Linked DNA regions of Mus musculus: region 2 is linked to region 1. Evidence: chromatin contacts called from public HiChIP or PLAC-seq data. All regions are on one chromosome and are shown on one strand. Each heading gives the region's core, a stretch centred on a gene start, on an enhancer-like site or on the middle of the called end of the contact. The rest is flanking DNA. Distances are from core to core; before and after follow the strand shown.

What was found. HiChIP or PLAC-seq counts read pairs in DNA pulled down with a chosen protein or histone mark.
Region 2: a BATF HiChIP or PLAC-seq map of CD8 T cells shows a contact between it and region 1, with 7 read pairs. The contact joins two enhancer-like sites. A contact is called at or near these places in 2 of 15 datasets of contacts at CTCF or cohesin (CD8 T cells and the NIH/3T3 cell line) and 3 of 115 datasets of contacts at active chromatin or transcription factors (CD8 T cells, bone marrow-derived macrophages and memory CD8 T cells).

The regions. Positions count from the first base shown.
Region 1 is chr5:31,575,297-31,579,672 of GRCm38.p6, forward strand. No RefSeq gene overlaps it. Among named protein-coding and RNA genes, the nearest start is that of AI839979, 6.1 kb to the left of the region's middle. Within about 2 kb of position 1,550, at least 79 of the 459 cell types and tissues checked have an H3K27ac peak or open chromatin away from gene starts, as enhancers often do. A contact at or near this core is called in CD8 T cells and memory CD8 T cells, where this site is marked.
Region 2 is chr5:31,830,140-31,834,411 of GRCm38.p6, forward strand. Babam2 (BRISC and BRCA1 A complex member 2) reads left to right here. Exons shown (of 12, transcript NM_144541.1): 6 at 946-1,020. Among named protein-coding and RNA genes, the nearest start is that of Babam2, 130 kb to the left of the region's middle. Within about 2 kb of position 1,617, at least 38 of the 459 cell types and tissues checked have an H3K27ac peak or open chromatin away from gene starts, as enhancers often do. A contact at or near this core is called in CD8 T cells and memory CD8 T cells, where this site is marked.

The DNA.
Region 1 (4,376 bases), core at 300-2,799:
AACTGACCCCAGTCCTCTAGAAGAGCAGCCTGTGATTTTAACTGCAGAACCAGCTCTTTATCCCCCAGTTCCTACTTCTAAAATTAAGTGGTTAGACAAGACCTAGCTGCCTAAAGCTCATCTGAGTTCTGATGGTGTATATTTTCTAATAGTCAGGTTCCTCTGCTGTCACTTGTCATAATTCAAGCAGAGTACAGTAACACACTTAGGACCCAGCTGCTTAGGAGGCTGAGAACGTTTTGGAACTGACCTGGGTGGCACAATGAGACAACACCTCTTTTAAAAACAGTCCCAACTCAATAGTCACACTGAAAATGGCCAAGTAAGACTAGAACTTCTTCTGAGTCCACTAGTCTAGGCTCAATATCTTCCTGTGGCATGTTAATTTCCACAGCAAAATTATATTTAAGACTGTAAGTAGATGAAAATTATCAAAGTACTATATTTCCCTTTCTCCTCTGTGAATTTATTTTTTATTATTAACACAAATGAGGACATGCCTGCTCCACGAATGGTTGAGAAGAAGGGTTTTATTGTAGCTATGACAGCAGGATCAGCCAGAGGCATCTGGGAGAAGTCCAGACGAGGGAGAGAAACCAGTGGACAGAGCTTGATCAGCAGGCTGAATTGTGAGAAGAGAGTGGGGCTCTGGAGAGCAAGATGGGGAAAGAAGAGAGAGAAGAGGAGAGAGGGCAAGGGGACCAAGAGAAGAAGCAAGGACCAAGAGGACCAAGAGAGCACATGGCTACCATGGCAGGAATGGGAAGCTGGGGAGGGGACTGAAGCCTCTGTGCTGAAGAGTTAGGGTAGGGGGTGGGGCAAGCAGGGCTGGGAGGAGCCACGAGTACCGAGTGAGCCTCATCCTGGGTTTCTTTGGGACCTGACAATTAATTAAAGTTTGGTACAGATCTCAGTATATAACCAACCCCATGTGGCATTCAAAGAAAACTGGATATTTGGATCTGTGTAGATAAAAACCTTTTGGCTTGGTGTTCCTTCTGGGAAGTAGAACAGCCCAGGCTTGTGAGTCATGGGGTCAGATGTCCTCTACCCATCCCTACGTTAGAGGGTCCATGTCTCAGCCTGGATGTCGTGTTGAGTGTTGTATGGGATGGAAGGCTGACTTGTGAAAGGATCCCTTGTTGCTCCTTGCCCATACCTCTGAAATGCTAAAGCCAGGATGGGAATTGTTCCAATGTTGCCTGGAGAGCTCCTTAGAGGCCAGGGCTGAGATGTTAGCGCAGTACCTGCACAAGGAAGGAACAGATGAGTGGGTGAGTGACAAAGGTTGAGGTGGAGCTCATTATGTGGTAGATGCAGGAGTGTTCACTGAACCCGAGAAATCTGTGAGGCTGGCAGTCACGAGAAGCACGCTGTGAGGTCATCAGTCGGGGGGAGGAGGAGGAGGAGGAGTGTGTGTGTGTGTGTGTGTGTGTGTGTGTGTGTGTGTGTGTGGTTAGAATGCCGCTGTCGCTGTGCTGGCAGAGCCTTCGTCAGAGCCCTGAAAGGGGCTGAGTGGGCTGTGACTCAGCCCTGTGACTCACTCACTGTACTGTGGGCTCCATCCTCTGGGTACATCCTCTGGACCATTGAGTTTAGTCTCAAGCAGAGGAGGGTGAGATCTGGGCCAGCACCTCTGGCTGACTCACCTCCTTGAGCTGAAAGGAAGGAGCCAAAGCCCAATTCTCTTGTACTCTCGTCACTCCGTGCCTCCCCGGGGCTTCACATGCAGACTCAGGCTTTCTGAATGAATAGACTCTGCCTACTTGATTAATGATCCACCCCACCCCCATATTTTCCTGCTCAAACTGCATCGTTTCCCTGGTCCTTCCGTACGGTGGTCTCCTGAGCTTCTGGTATGAATTTGAGGTCAACCTACAAAGATCCTTACAAGACTCTCAAGACCCTCTAGACATTATGGCTCCCCAAACCTTTACAGTTTACCAACCAGTTTTGCATCCCTTGGCCACCCCTGGGGCTAGCAGGCTGGTGCTCACACTGTTCCTCGGGTACAGTAGTTACCTGCTCTGACCAAATAGTTGGCAGAAACAACTTAAGGGGGGGTATTATTTGCTTGTGGTTTCAGAGAGGTCTAACCTTGGATGCCTGGCTCTACAAACATGGATGGAATATCCTGGCAGTGGGAACATGCAACCAGCCACTCTCCTCATGGTTGGCAGGAAGCAGAGGAAACTATAAAGGCCCACACACTAGGGGCAACCTTCAAAGGCGTGACCCCAGCTACCTGGCTCTTTCCAACCAGGTTCCACTTAAAGTGGAACCTTCACAAACCAGCACCATTAACTCAGAGCCAAGCATTTAATTCATGACCTGGCAAGGTTGCACGCTCGAATCGCAAAAGAAAGACATGGAAGCCCCAAGAGGAGAGGAATTAGGAGAGAGGTTCATGAAGGGCATTGGCGGACAAAGGTAGAGAGGGCAGGGCTGCCCAGGCGAACTGAAGGCATTGGGTTGGTGGTGGGCTTGGGACAGGGGACAGTGTTGTGACATGACAGGACAAGGAAGATGGCTGTATAGGAGTGGGAGTCAGGGACAAATGGATTTCTTAGAGTTTTAAGGTTTCAGGTAGCCCAGGTTGGCTTCGGACTCACTATGTAGCTGAGGATGATTTTGAACTCCGGCTCCTTCTGCCTCCATCTCCCAGTGTTGGAGATTGTAGGTGTACATTATGTCGACTTCTATGGAAGAGAAAGGAAGAGCTACTGAGGGTTTTAAACAGGGGGTGCTAAAAAGTAACTCGCTAGGGAGGTAGTATTGGAAGAAACTGGAGCTGGGCTGCTGCGGGCTGCTGGGGGCTCTGGAGATACTGAGGACAGCAGGGAGCTTCTGGGGGCTGCCCTCCTCAGTCGAGATGAGGCATTCAGAGTCTTCTAAAATTTTAATTGATACTTTTCTGTAACCTAAGTCTCATAGGGCATCTGCTTTTTCTTTGCAGTCACTAAATTCCACAGCATATAGTGGGTGCCACACTCCCTTTGCAAACCAGAGCGTGGTGAAGTGCCTTCTGGGTAAACCAGTGGCTCTCAACCTGTGGGTTGTGACACATGCCACCCTGCCCCCATTAACCGGCCCTTTCACAGGGGTTGCCTATGACTATTAGAAAACAAGATATTTATATTACAATTTATAACAGTAGCAAAATTACAGTTATGAGGTAACAACAAAATTTCATGGTTGGGGATAACCAGAACACAAAGAACTGTGTTAAAAAGTTGTAGCTTCCGGAAGGTTGAGAGCCACTGCTCTTGACCATAGTAAAAACGATCATCCGGATATGGCAGAACACCTGGCAGGCAGAGGCAGGGGCATTGCTGCAAATTCTAGGCCAGTCTGGTCTACCTAGAAGTTTCCAGGCCAGGGCTGGAAAGATGGCTCAGCAGTTAAGAGCTCATTTAGAGGACCCAGGTTCAATTCCCAGCACCCACATGGCAGCTCACAGCTGTTGGTAACTCCAGTTTCAGGGAACCTGACACCCTGATGCAGACACATGCAGGCAAAACAGCAGTGCCATAAAAATAATGTATTAAAAGTAAGTTCTGGGTCAGCCAGGACCGTTTACTGTAACAAACAGAAGAATTAACATCTGTGTCCTGTGCCTACCATGGGACCTTACTGGGACCCATGACCCAGGGCCATGTAAGAGAAGGCCTGTCCCTCGCTCAGTCCAGCAGCCCAGGCTGCTGTGGCCTCTCACACAATGGCACCACACCTGCCTGGATGAATAGACTGCCTTGGATCCAATGATCAGCCTCAGAGGGACCAGGCTCTCATCTGAGAAGAAGCCACTCAGGCCCTTCTTAGTACAGGGACTGAGACTGGACAGCCTGGGCACCAGGGCTGTGGAGGAACAGGCTACTCCTGGGCCTGAGAACTGATGCCTGTTTTAGTGACAGCCATACACAGCTTACCTGAACTCTAGAGATGTCTCACGCTTCTGACTGTATTGTCCAGCGATCAGCCTCCAGGACTTTCCTTGCCCCTGTCTGACACAAGTGAAGGTAGAGATTTCAGAGTAGCTCAGAAGAAAGTACAAAAGATGCTAGAATCTACATCCTCCACTGGTGGTGGGCCTCCCTGTTTCCACTGGAGGGCAGGCCTTAAGACGATGCAGGCTGAAGGGCTGAAGAGATGGCTCAGCACTTAAAAGGCCAGCTGCTCTCCAAGAAATCCTGGCTCCCAGCGCCCATTCAATTGGCTTACAGTGGCCTGGCATTTTAGCTCCAGGGGGTCCTATACCTCTCTGGCTTCTGCAGGCACCTCATGTGCAGGTGCATACCCATAAGACCATAGCTCTGTCCTGGCCACAGGCGCACAAGGCAGAGGCCAGCAGCTCTCTTGGGCACAGGTCTCCCGCC
Region 2 (4,272 bases), core at 367-2,866, 250 kb after region 1:
AGTTCACTGTGTCAAAATTTCAAGCCACGCTAAATGCTTGCAGTGAGAGAGGGTGGGAGACTCCGGGTCTCACATAGCTTTGTTGCCTTTGCTTGCATAGAGGCCTTGGAATCCTGAGATCACTGAATAGTTTGCTTAGAAACAGTGCTTACCTTGAGTGCATGAAGCCCTGAGTATGTTCCCTGGTAAAACACCCTCTCTCTCTCTCTCTCTCTCTCTCTCTCTCTCTCACACACACACACACACACACACACACACACACACACTCACACACTCACACATAAACATACATACACATTCACACACACACACACACACACTCACACATAAACACACATTCATACTCATGCACATATACACACATACACAAAGCAATTAACTGGAGTTATTATTTATAGCTTAAGTGTTTTAAATTTCTAATTACTGAAAATATTAATTGATAATATTTGTGAACTTTCAAGAGATTAGAAACTTTCCTGGGTTTATATTGATGTATTGCTCCACGTTAGAGGAAGTTTGGTCTTTGTATGGACTTGCACACATCCTGTAATGGATGTCAGCATACATGGTGGTAAGTTACAGAGTCAGGACGATGGTATGAATGCTTAGGAAAGCAGATAAGTCTCAGGGGCAAGGTGGTCTCTTCCTATTTCAGTTTTTTTTTTTTGAGAAATAATATCCATTCATGTATTCTTTTCATTTTTTTTAAAAACCCAATACTACTTTAAAATGTTTTCATGCATTAAAATGAAGAGTTCTTTCATTAAAACTGTGCCCCTTTAATAGTTTAAGGATTCTTTTTAATTCTATCCTACTTTCCAACCTTATTTTTCTGTCTTGTGTTAGGAAACCCTAATAGGAGTTGTCTGTATATTGAATTTTTTCTTGGACATAATTGTTACTTATCAATCTGTTGTATATTTTAATCCTTTTTTCTCCTTACAGACTGGTGAATTTTCAGCTCGTTTTCTATTGAAGTTACCAGTAGATTTCAGCAACATTCCCACATACCTTCTCAAGGTAAAACTATGTATTATCAATAAGAGAATGCAAATCAGAATAAAATAAGAGAATACGAATACTGTGATCGTTTAGCTCAATATTTGTATGCCTTGTTTCTTCTTATTTTGTTCCAGATAGTGAATTCTAATAAGATGCTTAGTGCAGGAAAATCCGTTGGAATTGTTTTCTTCAGCTACTGTACTAACCTTAAAAGTTGTTTAGGCGTGAGGTTTTTGTTCAAGGTGATTATACATTAGTAGTGTAAATAAATTACACTTGGGAAAATCAGTTTGATTTAGTAATCTTACTGGGATGGAAGACTCATAGATTTTGTCCAAGGCATTCTACATATTAAAAATGCTTAAAAGGCATTTCAACTTCTTTATGTCAGCAACTGAACTCAGGTACCTTCAAAGTTGGGCTATCTCAGAGATTCATTAAACTAATTAGAACAGTATATATAGCATTTGTTAAAGTGAGATAGAGGCCCAGGGAACAGCTATTTGAAAGAGTTCCTTACATGCTCCATAGAGAAGAGGTAGTCTTCAAAAGACTACTTGTGGCTAGTGAAAGAAACCACATAGATCAGAGAGCAAGTTCTGAAAAGGAAATGCTAAGGCAGAGGCCCAGCCTACTCAGGTGAGGATTTAAGACTTGGCAGGCTGCCCTCAGTTCTTTCAGCCTGTCCTTCTTTAGTTTCAGTCTAATCTTTAAATGTCTCTGCCGTATTGTTTTGTGGTTTCTTTTCTGTGTAGCCCTGGCTGTCCTAGAACTCAATTTGTAGACCTAGCTGGCCAGGAACTCTGATATCCACCTGTCTCTGCCTCCCAAGTTTTAGAATTAAAGGCATGTACCACCACTGCCAGGCTGAAATTTTTGCCTTCTTAATTTGATGTTGTTCCAGAACTGATTGGATTTTAACTGCTGAGGGAAAAGAAATTAGTAATATCAGCCAGACTCTAGTAATGGCTAGAAACTTGCTGTGCTCTTTGAAGAGCATTTGCATTGGGAACTCCTTGGCATGCTGCTTATATTTGGATGTTCTAACACCTAATTCTTAGGTCTGCAACTGTTTCTGTTGGAATACAAATAAAGTTAACTCTTTGAGCTCCTGGGGTTAGCATATGCTTTGTCATGATGATAGCAGGTTGCCTCACTTTGCCCAATAATTAGCTGGTGAAGCAGAACTTGTGAGCACTGAGATAGCATAAGACAGCCTGCTGATTTGCAGCAGTGAGCCTCATTGCATTATGGAAGGTAACTCACCATCTACTCTTAAGTTCATATTACCAATGATAACAAATACACTTACTAATGGAGTTTTTGATGTTAGGATGTGTGATTTAATAAATATTCTATGATATGATTTCACTTTTTATTGTAAGTGGAAATGGCTCTTAACATGATAATATCTAACTTAAAACCCTGAATTTTACTTTGGTTGAGCTAAGTCAAGGGCTTAGATAAATGAATTACTCAAGTAAAAACTCAATCAGTAGAAAAACAGTTTTCTAGCTGCTACTCTTTATTTTCAAGCGCTAGAAATTGAACACAAACTCAGGTAAAGTAAAGGGAAAAATGCACTCTGCTTCTGGAGTCTGTCTGCACAGCAGCACACTAGCCCGCCCTTTCACAGGTTTCAGTTCGTGTGGATTGACCTTCCAAGTCTGTTTCTTTCAGGCTCAGTTCTCTACCCTATTTGATGTGCTTGTAGGGAGAAATTGTGGTCCATAGGACAGTAGAGAGGCCACTAATCATTGAAGTGTGATTATTCATCATAGTATTTCAACAAAGAAAGATTATTTTGTAATTATATACATCTGACCATGTAGTGACAGGCTCTGTGTCTGAATCCATGAATTTAGCCAAACAAAGATGAAATATTTGGAAAAAAATGGACGTCTACTGAGTGTGTACAGGTTCTTTGTTGGAGGAGGGTTATAATTACTCCATAATATGGTTTAGCAGTTATTTGTAAGACTAGATATTTGAAGTCTACGGGAGGATGCACATATATAATAGGCAAAATACTCTATCATTTTATGTCAAAAACCTAATTCTCAGGCAGATTTTGGCATCCATGTGGAGTCATGGAACCAGTCCCACAAAGATAGTCAGGTATGACTTGTCTCTTTCTTGTAAGAAAGAGTCAATCATTAGAAGATACTGCTCTTAAATTTGTTAGAGTGAAAACTGGCTCTACAGTCTTATTTTTACTATTTGTTTTGTGTGAAATACTAACCCTAACAATATAATACTAAAAGTGCATCGTCTTTTTCCTATTGTTTTCCTAAAACCTACACTTTGTAATGAAAGAAAAGATTCTAATTTTCCTACTAAATTTTTTCATTAATTCAATATGAAGTATTCAAATTCCTCCTCTCTCCTGTCTCCAAGAGGATGCTTCCCCACACCAAACCTCCTGCCTCCCTGGGCCTCAAGTCTCTCCAGGATTAGGCACATCTTCTCCCACTGAGGACAGGCCAGGCATTTTCATTTCTGATTTTGTTAATTTGGATACTGTTTCTGTGTATCCAAGATACACAGGCTAAGGGTTTATCTAGCTTGTTGATTTTCTCAAAGAGCCAGCTTTTTTGTTTTTGTTGATTTTTTTTTTTTAATCATTTTCTTTGTTTCCAATTGGTTGATTTCTGGCCTGAGTTTGATTATTTCCTGCCATCTACTCCTCTTGGTTGTGTTTGCTTCTTTTTATTCTAGAACTTTCAGGTGTGCTTTTAAGTTGCTAGTGTAGGATCTCTCCAATTTCTTTCTTTTTTTTTTTTTTTGGTTTTTCGAGACACGGTTTCTCTGTGTAGCTCTGGCTATCCTGGAACTCACTCTGTAGACCAGGCTGGCCTGGAACTCAGAAATCCGCCTGCCTCTGCTTCCCAAGTGCTGGGATTAAAGGCGTGCGCCGCCCGGCCCAATTTTTTTATGAGTGCACTTAGTTCAATGAGTTTTCCTCTTAGCACTGCTTTCATTGTGTCCCATAAGTTTGGCTATGCTGTTTCTTTGTGTTCATTAAATTCTAGAAAGTCTTTAATTTCTTTCTTTATTTTTTTCCTGACCAAGTTATTATTGAGTAGGGAGTTGTTCAGTTTCCATGGGTATGTGAACTTTCTGTTGATTTTGTTACTTTTGAAGTCTAGCCTTAGTCCGTGGTAATCTGATAGAATGAATGGGGTTATTTCAAACTTATTGTATCTGTTGAGGCCTGTTTTGTGACCAATTATATGGTCAATTTTGGAGAAGATGCCATAAGGTGCTGAG